2 separate regions of the Ovis aries genome follow, and region 2 is linked to region 1. The links are chromatin contacts, called in public Hi-C maps. All regions are on one chromosome and are shown on one strand. The core of a region is the stretch at or near the end of the contact, and the rest is flanking DNA. Distances in the headings are between cores, read along the strand shown. Region 1 overlaps CELF1 (CUGBP Elav-like family member 1). Region 2 overlaps MTCH2 (mitochondrial carrier 2).

Region 1 (4,459 bases), core at 1,407-3,906:
ATTTTAAAAATACATGTTTACTGAGGCACAATTTACTTATGGTAAAATTCACCCTTTGGTGAATATAGCTCTGTGAGCTCTGACGAGCACATGTAGTCACGTTCCTGCCACCATAGACGTAGAATATCTCCATGACCCCTAGAAACTCCCTCCTGTCTCTCTGTTGTCAGTCCCTGCCCCACTCTGGCGACTACTGACCTCTTTGCTGGCCCTCTAGTTTCTAGGCACTCTTTTGAAACCCATTTTACTTATAATCTCTTTCTACTGGGTTTTTTTTTTTTTTTTGCTCCAAATGCAAGTCTGCCTGCTACTGTCCCAGCATGCCATCTTCCCACAGGGTCAAATTCTGCCCTCTGTCGGTGAGACAGAGCATGAGAATGGTGAACAGGGAAGAGGGCAGGAACCTGTTGCAGAGATTGCCCTTCAGCTCCCTGCTTTGTGTTTGGAGAATCATTTTAGTTCTCCAGACACATTTCTGTGTTTTGGGGGATGCTGAGAGTTTTAACACAGGTGGAAATGGGGCTCAGCTGGTGCGGGGGAGAGTGTGCTTGACCCTGATGCCGTTTCAGTCAGTGGGAATCTTGCAGGTCCGGAAGGAGCCAACCTGTTCATCTACCACCTGCCCCAGGAGTTCGGAGACCAGGACCTGCTGCAGATGTTTATGCCCTTCGGAAACGTCGTGTCTGCCAAGGTTTTTATAGACAAGCAGACAAACCTGAGCAAGTGTTTCGGTATGTTGGTGCTGCTTCTGGTGTGGGGAGGGCTGAGTGCCCAGTGAGCGAGAAAGAGAAGGGGCTGCCAGCAGAAAGAGCTGAGTCTGACTCTGTTTAGGCTTAGTTTAGCTTTGCTCTGAGTAGATCACATCATCTCGTTTTGAGCCTCAGTTTAGTTTTCCATTTCTCTAAGTGGGAATGGTGATTTGTACCCACACTGTCGCTCCAGAGGTAAAAATAATGTATGGAAAATGGCTTGGCCAAAAAATACTTGAGGATACCGTGTAGATGTCAGCTGGTACTGTTAGGGACCTGATTCGTTTCATGTGATGTAGTTTCAAGAAGTCTTCCTGCTGAGAAGAATTGAGATTTGAGACTCAGCTCATGTAAGGATCCTGCTGCATAAGGAGGACTGAGGCTGTCCTTGCCTCTTCATGCCCCTCACTGGGTTTCTGCTCGGACACACAGGTTTTGTAAGTTACGACAATCCTGTCTCGGCTCAGGCTGCCATCCAGTCCATGAACGGCTTTCAGATCGGCATGAAGCGGCTTAAAGTGCAGCTCAAACGTTCAAAGAACGACAGCAAGCCCTACTGAGCGTGCTCCCCTCTGAGACTGGAGTGAGAGGGTCTTCTGGTAAGTGGGGGAGGAGCACCCTTAATGATTCGAAGCCCTAAGGCTGTGTGTTGACAGCCCTGGACCCTGATCCCTGCCACTCTCGCAGGCACAGCTTGCCCTGAAGACTCAGCTACTGCCTTCTGTGGGAATTTCGCTTCGTACAGAGGACAAGTTTGTGCTTTGGTTTCCAGTGTTTTACTTTGGAGTTTAGGTGCCATATCCTGAGTTTGTTTTTTTTTTTTTTTTCCTTTATTTAAAAGTTTGCTGTGTTTGTAACCAGTGTGTGTTGAGAAGGACCAACATCAAACTGCCCTGGGGGAGGAGGGGAAATGGAAAAACATTAAGAAAGAGGATCAGAATTTGCCCCAAACTATCCCAAGAAAGAGGACGAAGTTAGACGAAAGTGGACCCCCAGAATCTTCCTGAGCACGAGAGTGGGTGACGTGAGAGCTGATACCCAGCAGCTTTTGGGGCATAGCAGGTGGGGTTGGCTTTGGAGAAGGAGAGTGACTTGAAACCCGGCAGCCCTGGGAGCTGGAGGCTGAAACTCCTCTGTAACCGCCTTCACTGGAAAGTCTGCATTCTTGCCAGCGATTTTTTAGATTCTCATCTAGGATTTCTGCCCGCTTACCTAAGAAGGGGTAACAAGTCTCTGGAAATAATGCACCTATTAAATTAGCCTAACATGCAAAAAGCAGGGATTTGTCATCCGTTACCCAGCCAGCCATTGGTGTTGGATCAGCCCTTCCTCCCTGGCTGGTGGCTCTTAGGAAGAAGCAGCCAGTCCAAGGGGTCGTGTATAGTTTATTTCAACACCAGACCGCTAGACCACGGCCCACGTCCACCAGGCCCCTTTAAAGAAGGCCTCTCGGGAAGACACTGTCGGGTTTCCTGTTTTGGAATTGACCACAGCAAGGAATGTCACTTCCACCCCCAGCCACAGTTTTCTCGTGAGGGTAGATCCAGGAAGGGCTATGGGATCTGGCAGAAGGGAGCACCTCTCCTGAGCAGAGCGATTAAAAGCTGTCGCTGGGGGAGGAGGAGCCTGCTTCTCAGTGTACCTGAGTCCTCGGGTTCCTTTGAGCCGGTGCTGCATTTCCCGGTGGCCAACACCCAGTTCTTAAAAGGATTAAGCGATCCGCGGTTGCCTCCTTGGTTGAGATGGCCCAGGCGTGGCGTCTGAGTGGAGACAGGCCCCTCTTCTGCCCCTCCAGCCCCGTGCTCTGCTCTTGGTGACAAAGGCGACGGCAGGACGTTTACAGCCTCCGTGTGCGCTCAGTGTTCATTTACCTCAGTAGCACCCTGTTCATTTTCGTCCTCGTGCTTACAGTCAGCTCCCTGCTGCCTCCCGCAGGTCTCACTCCTGCCTATGACCCACACAGCCTCCGGGCTCAGCCTCTGCTCCAAGAAGCGCTGGTAGTGGGGAGGCCCGGGAAGGACCTGCTGTCGGGAATGTGTCCCTGGGCAGAAGTGGCCCTGTTAGGATATGACCCGCAGCCAAGGCCAGGGACCGTCCCTGGGGTCCTCAGCCTCACAGACGTCAGCCGTGCCCCCTAGCGGCAGAGGCGAGATCACAGGGGTTGCTTTGCTGTCAGTCAGGGGCGGTCTCCTTGCCATTCTGTCCTTGGGCCTCAGGTGAGCGTTGACCGGCTTGCTGTTGTGCGGGTGGTTGGTGGTGGTGGATTATCCCATTGAAGCTGGGACAGCTGTTCCCTTCTCATAGTGATAACTTGGGTCTGTTGTCCTCTAAGAAACATGAAACATACTTCTTAAGCTGAACCACGTAAACTTGAATTCTGCGCACTGGGAGAAATGTGTCCTGTGTTTCAAGGATAAAACTGTTCCAAAGGCTTCCAGGGTCATGATGGGATTTTTTAAATAAATGCAAAAAATAAAAATAAAAAAGAAAAAACAAAAAAAAGAAAAAAATGCTAGGTTGGGGAGGCGCTGTTCTGAATCCCAACCGGCTGGAACCAAGAATGTCGTTTCTATTTTTATAGAAGTTTTATACAGCTCCGGGGTGGAGAATATTTATTACCTAAATTATATCTCTGGAAAAGGCCAGGATTTTATAGAATCCAGAATGTGATTGTTGTACACACAGGGTGCTGTGTATGATTGAAACTACTGACTTTCTGTGGCCGTCTGCAGCCCAGCTAATCTGCCCGAGGGGGAGGCGTTAACGCTGTGAACTGGCGGAGGAGAGAGCTGTGCTCCCCAGGTTGCTGCGGTCTCGCCTTCTGTTCTGTCCTCCTCCTTGGCCCGCGTGGGGTTTTCCAAAGCCCGGAACCCCACTCTGTGCCCACCTCTGTCCCTGTCCCTCCCTCCTCCCCCATTTCACTGTTACTTGCATACCTATTTGTCCTGGGCTCCGGAACCCCTTTGCTATTGGCATGAAAGTTAAAGGTGTAATCCGCCTGCCTCTGATACCAGACCCCGAGGTTTCCTGCCTGCAGTGGGTTCCCTCGGCTGCCCCGGCCCCGCGAATTCCCACAGCAGCGCCGCCCTCGAGCACAGTTCTCTCCCCGGGCCAAAGGTGGTGTTGTGGAGAAGCTGCTCCCCCTACAAGTCTCACGGTGTGAAAAGGGTTCAGCTCGCAGAGGGGAGACTCGCAGTCAAGTCTCAAGCAGTGCTTTTCTGTTGTGGGGGTCTCACTTACATAATTGTTTTCTGCTGCAGCTTTGTTTCTTCCTTGGGTTTCATCGTGAAATTGATTTGCCTTGAATGCAGCCAGACACTGTCTCCTGGGTCCCGCAGGAGTGGCCAGGGCCCTCGTGGAAGCTAAGAGCTTGGATTTCTGGCAAGAGGGCCATCCCTATAGGAAGGGGGGGGGAATTCTGGCCCTCTCCCCCAAAGAATTCGCACCCCCCACAAGCCAGCAGCTCCAGCTGTCTCCCCGAGTCTCGACCAGGAGTGAGACTCGGGAGGCTGAGGCTCTGCTCCGCCCGAGAGCTGCTTTTCGGATGCGCTTGGGTGCTTCTGGGGAAATCCAAGCCTTAGGTTCCCCGTGTTTCTGGCAGTTGGATGTTTTCTTGGTGTCCTCCATGTCCTTTTTGACTTTCCCGTGTCCATTGTTAGCATGTGCAAGAGTTCCGTCATTGCCCAGCCTCCCCTGCCCGCCTCCTCATT
Region 2 (4,459 bases), core at 1,140-3,639, 120 kb before region 1:
CTTACTGCGTGTTAGGACTGTTCATGACCCTTGATATGAATTGACACACTTGATGGCCCAGCTAACTAGCAAACAGCAGAGCCAGAATCTGCCTAGGAAGATCTGTCTAAATAAGAAATCCTTGCCTTTATCCATGTGTCAAAATGGTAGGTAGTTCCACAGAGGCTCAGCTTGCGTCAGAGATGACACGTTGCTGGTCATTTCGTCATTTCATTTCCCAGAAATATGTCCAGTTGGATGTCTTTGCTGCTTTGGACTAGCTGACCTCATTTTCACGCTAGACTTTATTTGTATTTATTTTATTTTTCTTTCAGGGAAATATGAGCCGAGGAAATAGCTTGTTTTTCCGGAAGGTCCCCTTTGGGAAGACTTACTGTTGTGACCTGAGAATGTTAATTTGAAGATGTGGGGCAGGGACAGTGACATTTCTATAGTCCCAGACGCACAGAATTATGGGAGAGAATGTTGATTTCTATACAGTGTGGCGCGCTTTTTTAAATAATCATTTAATCTTGGGAAAATGGAGGTGTTTGGTGTCTGCCTTTTTTGTTCTTTTTCCCAGCACATGATTTACCACTGATCCTCCCCCTGAAATGGGACATTTTTACCCCAGGGTATTTTACTTAAGAAGTTGCATTTACCTAGAGGTACCGGCAAGTTGTCACGCAATTTGAGTCTCAATGTTTTGTAAAATGAAGAGCATACAGTCCCATGAAGAAAGAGAAATAATTCTGTAAAACTTAAGAAAATGAATAAGGCAAATGATACGGGAAGTTATAAATTACCTTTTCTTTGGTAGACCACAAAACTCAGCGGCATCCACTGGAACCTGCCTCCCAGCATATTATTCTTAGCACATTCAGTTAACCCTGTCTCATACCTCACAGAAAGGACAATACACGCCTAACCTACCCTAGAAAATCTGCACGCTGTTACTGCAAAGCAAGAAATTGTGTTGCCAACAACAAGAAAAAAGGACAGTTACAGAGAATTAGCAGGATTTGGAAAGGAAGTGTAATGTCTCCTTTTTGCCCCTCAAAGAAGTTCTTACTGTCATGTAAAGTGTGAAAAGCAAATACTGTAGCGTTACTTGCCAGTCCCTAAGTTACATCATCATACAGTTCTAATTGTATATAATCTTCTGTTCTTCAGTTTTTTATTTTGTTTGCATTTTTGTCATTGCAGAAGGTGAGTAGTTTTTCATTCCTCATGACACCCTTGGAAGGTGTACTTGTAATCTCACGTCTGATGGTGCAGACTTACATCCATAAGATTCTTAGACTATTGACCAGCTTGCATGTCATACCCTCAGTTAGGCATGTTAACATTCATAGTAGGGGGAAAAAATCATTTTAGAAGGAAATAAATTGTCACTCAAACACAAAGCTCTTATTTTACTCAGGCCTTTTCCAAGCAGGTTATAATGCTCTTAAGATGAGAAAGCATTTGGTTTTACTTATTTAAATAATCCACTGGGTTGTTGCCAAATGAGTAAACGCTTCATTTGCTGTTTCTCAGAAGAATTCGCTACTTCCCGTCAAAGCAGCAGCACCCACAGTGTTAGACTGAGCACGCAGGGTCTCCTCTCCACACCCCCACACCCCGAGTTTAAGAATGTAGCCTGAAGCTCGTGAGTAGCATAACTTACCTTGAAATGTCTTTGATGTCTCTTTGTCTCAAAAAGCAATGTAAATTTTATATTCTATTCAATATTATCTGCATTTGTTTTAATATAAAAATGTTTTGCATTACCTACTTTTTTTTCCCCCAAAAAAAATCTTCAAGTAAAGACGATCTAGGAAACTGCCATGTTTATGACCTGTGGCTTCTGTCTTCACACACGCCTGCCTAGTTCCGGGAGCTGGTCTGACTACGAGAACCAGTCTTCCACCAGGGGGCGCCAAGGCTCCGGTTTTGCCTTTGAAAGTTGGGCAAAGTTGTGGGAAAGTGTCACGGAGGCCTGGGATTAATCAGCACACTGGCTGATCCAGCTCACTGCATCCAAGCTATCCATCCGATAAGGGTGCTACATCTGTGCCTAGTTGTTCGGTTGTGTCCAGCTCTCTGTGACCCCATGGACTGTAGCTCCCCCAGGCTCCTCTGTCCATGGGATCTTTCAGGCGAGAGGACTACATCTGTGGTCCTCCATGAAATTTTATAAGCCATTAACAGAAGTTTATTCCGGGGCTGGTAAATGCAGGTAGGTAGGTGCTCTTAAGATACACACAAAAGAAATGATGAACTGACTCGTGTAAATCATGTAAACCTAGACAAGGAGTATCTTGTAGGCTGTACTTGTGAAACTGGCACAGGTGGTTTGCCTTGGCAGGGCTGAGCTAAGTTGCCAGGAAATACTCCCCCTGGGGAGTGTGCTGGTCACTGAAGCTTGACTGAAGGAGAGAATGTGGGGTTTCCTGGAACTTTGGGTGCTTGTAAAAGTACCAGGCTATACAGACAACTTCAGGATGAAAGAAACTTCAAACCTAGTCTTGTGTCCCAGCTTCTCACGTTACCTAAACATACCGTAATTCTGCTATAATTTCCTCCTCTGGAAACGTCCCGCTTCCCTCTCTCCCTTGAAGTGTTCCCTATGTGGTAAAATTCAGTTCTAGGGTCTTCTCTTTGTGAAGTCTCTCTTAAGTCCTCTCAGCTGGACAAGATCTTTGCCTTCAAACGCTTCCTCCCCCAAGGCTTGTAATGATATTGCCAACTAAGCTGACAGAAGAGAAGCTGCACCCCACACTGAGCTCAGGGCTTACATAGCAGTGGCATCACTTCTCTCTGATCTGAAAATCTGTGGGAAAAAATTATATTGATCCCTTTAAAACAGGCCCACGGAAACAGCAGCCTCCCCGGGCTTTGTAGGAAAAGTGTAGCTGGTGAAGTGAGTCGTGAAGTTGGTCAGTTTAAGGTGCCGTGCGTGGCAGACAAGGGAAGCGAGGAGAACAGTGGTGGTGGCTGTCCCGCCTGTCGTGTAAGCTTTTGGTACAGTAGGTATCTCCACTTGAGAAATAAAGAAAATGAGACCCAAGTAACTCATTCAGAATTATATAGCTAGTATGTTTCAGAGCCAAGTTCAAACCTGAGTCACATTCCAAGGCATGTTTGCTGCTCCCTAGGAGCAATGAAATGCCGAGAGAAAGTAGCCAGTCAGCCGAATGGTAAGGGGTTCATCCATCTGAGGACAAGTGCCCTCCCTCTTAGTCAAATCAGTGAACCAAAGGAAAGAGCCTTCTGCAGAATAGGGTAAAACAGTATTTGATCAGAAGAGACCTGTTTTTTTGCCTCTGCAGAATGATAACTAGGTGAAGCAACTGAAGATAGAAATGATCACCATTGCTTTCCTAGGCTACTGGGATTTATACAGCTCGGACACTTGCTGTATGGGAAGGCTTTATTCCTATGGGTACATCAGTCCAGTGTCTTGGAACTCCTACTCTACTTGAAGGCTAACAGTTTTTCAAAGTGATTTATTTATATGTCAGCTCGTCACTGGATTCTCTTTCTTTGCCTCGGTTCGTGGGATCTTAGTTCTGTAACTAGAGGTGAAACCTGGACTCTCAGCAGTGAAAGCATGGACTCATAACCACCGGACCACCAGGGAGTTCCCTCAGTGGATTGTTCCGAAACATACTTGCCTATTGGATGGGTTCATTCATGCTGCCTCCCTAGGTGCCATAGTAATTTGTATCTTTGGACTTCTGGGGTGGTTTTTTTGTTTGTTTGTTTTTCTTTTTAGTTTTGGTGGAGCCATGTAGCTCTGGGATCTTAGTTCCCCAACCAAGGATCAAACCTGTACCCTCAGCGGTGAGAACACAGAGGTCTGATCACCGGACTGCCAGGGAATTCCTCTGGAGTTTGTTTTTAAAAGTAGACAAAGATGTGTGTCTTTATCTCATCTGAAGTTTTTTGTTTTTTTTTTTTTTTTTAGGGTTAAGGATGTCACATGTGATAATCTCATTTTTTCTCCCTCTGTTGATCCCTCATTTTATTGTCTCATCAGACTTGAGAGAATCAGAATCTTGAACTCTTGATTTTTGTCCTAGAGAGGAAGTTGCAAATGAAAGGTCCTTTTGCCACCAATGCCCTCCCCCCCCGCCCCACGACAATTGCTGAAGAATATCTTGGCTAGTAACAGCAATTAGTTTTCTAAAGCAACTGTTTTCCCTTCCGACCAATTTTGTCCATATGAGTCAGCTTCCTCCTCTGTTCGCTGCCTTCCCACGCTGTCTTGGGGAGGCAGGTCTTCCAGACACACTGTCGTGAGAGGAAATGTTGAAAAGCCCACTTGCCTTTTGCTCTTACAAGTGGATTCCTCTGCAGCCGGGGCCCCAGTCTCCTGTCTGGGATCAGTTAGTCAGATCTTGTATTAAAAACCACAGTTGTTCTGGAACCAACTTACTACCACCCCCAAAAAGAATGTTTCCAAGTAGATTCAGATTAGTACCACACACCAAAA

The links. A called contact is a pair of places that touch in the nucleus more often than the background predicts.
Region 2: a Hi-C map of blood shows a contact between it and region 1, with 5 times the contacts expected there. The contact joins two enhancer-like sites. A contact is called at or near these places in 13 of 16 Hi-C or Micro-C datasets (blood, hypothalamus, liver and 6 more).

Annotation. Positions count from the first base shown.
Region 1 is chr15:76,217,833-76,222,291 of ARS-UI_Ramb_v3.0, reverse strand. CELF1 (CUGBP Elav-like family member 1) reads left to right here. Exons shown (of 15, transcript XM_060400136.1): 13 at 588-731; 14 at 1,182-1,348; 15 at 1,437-4,459. The coding sequence ends at 1,309. Among named protein-coding and RNA genes, the nearest start is that of RAPSN, 18 kb to the right of the region's middle. Within about 2 kb of position 2,656, at least 4 of the 54 cell types and tissues checked have an H3K27ac peak or open chromatin away from gene starts, as enhancers often do.
Region 2 is chr15:76,336,186-76,340,644 of ARS-UI_Ramb_v3.0, reverse strand. MTCH2 (mitochondrial carrier 2) reads left to right here. Exons shown (of 12, transcript XM_060400137.1): 12 at 1-1,807. Among named protein-coding and RNA genes, the nearest start is that of C1QTNF4, 16 kb to the right of the region's middle. Within about 2 kb of position 2,389, at least 5 of the 54 cell types and tissues checked have an H3K27ac peak or open chromatin away from gene starts, as enhancers often do.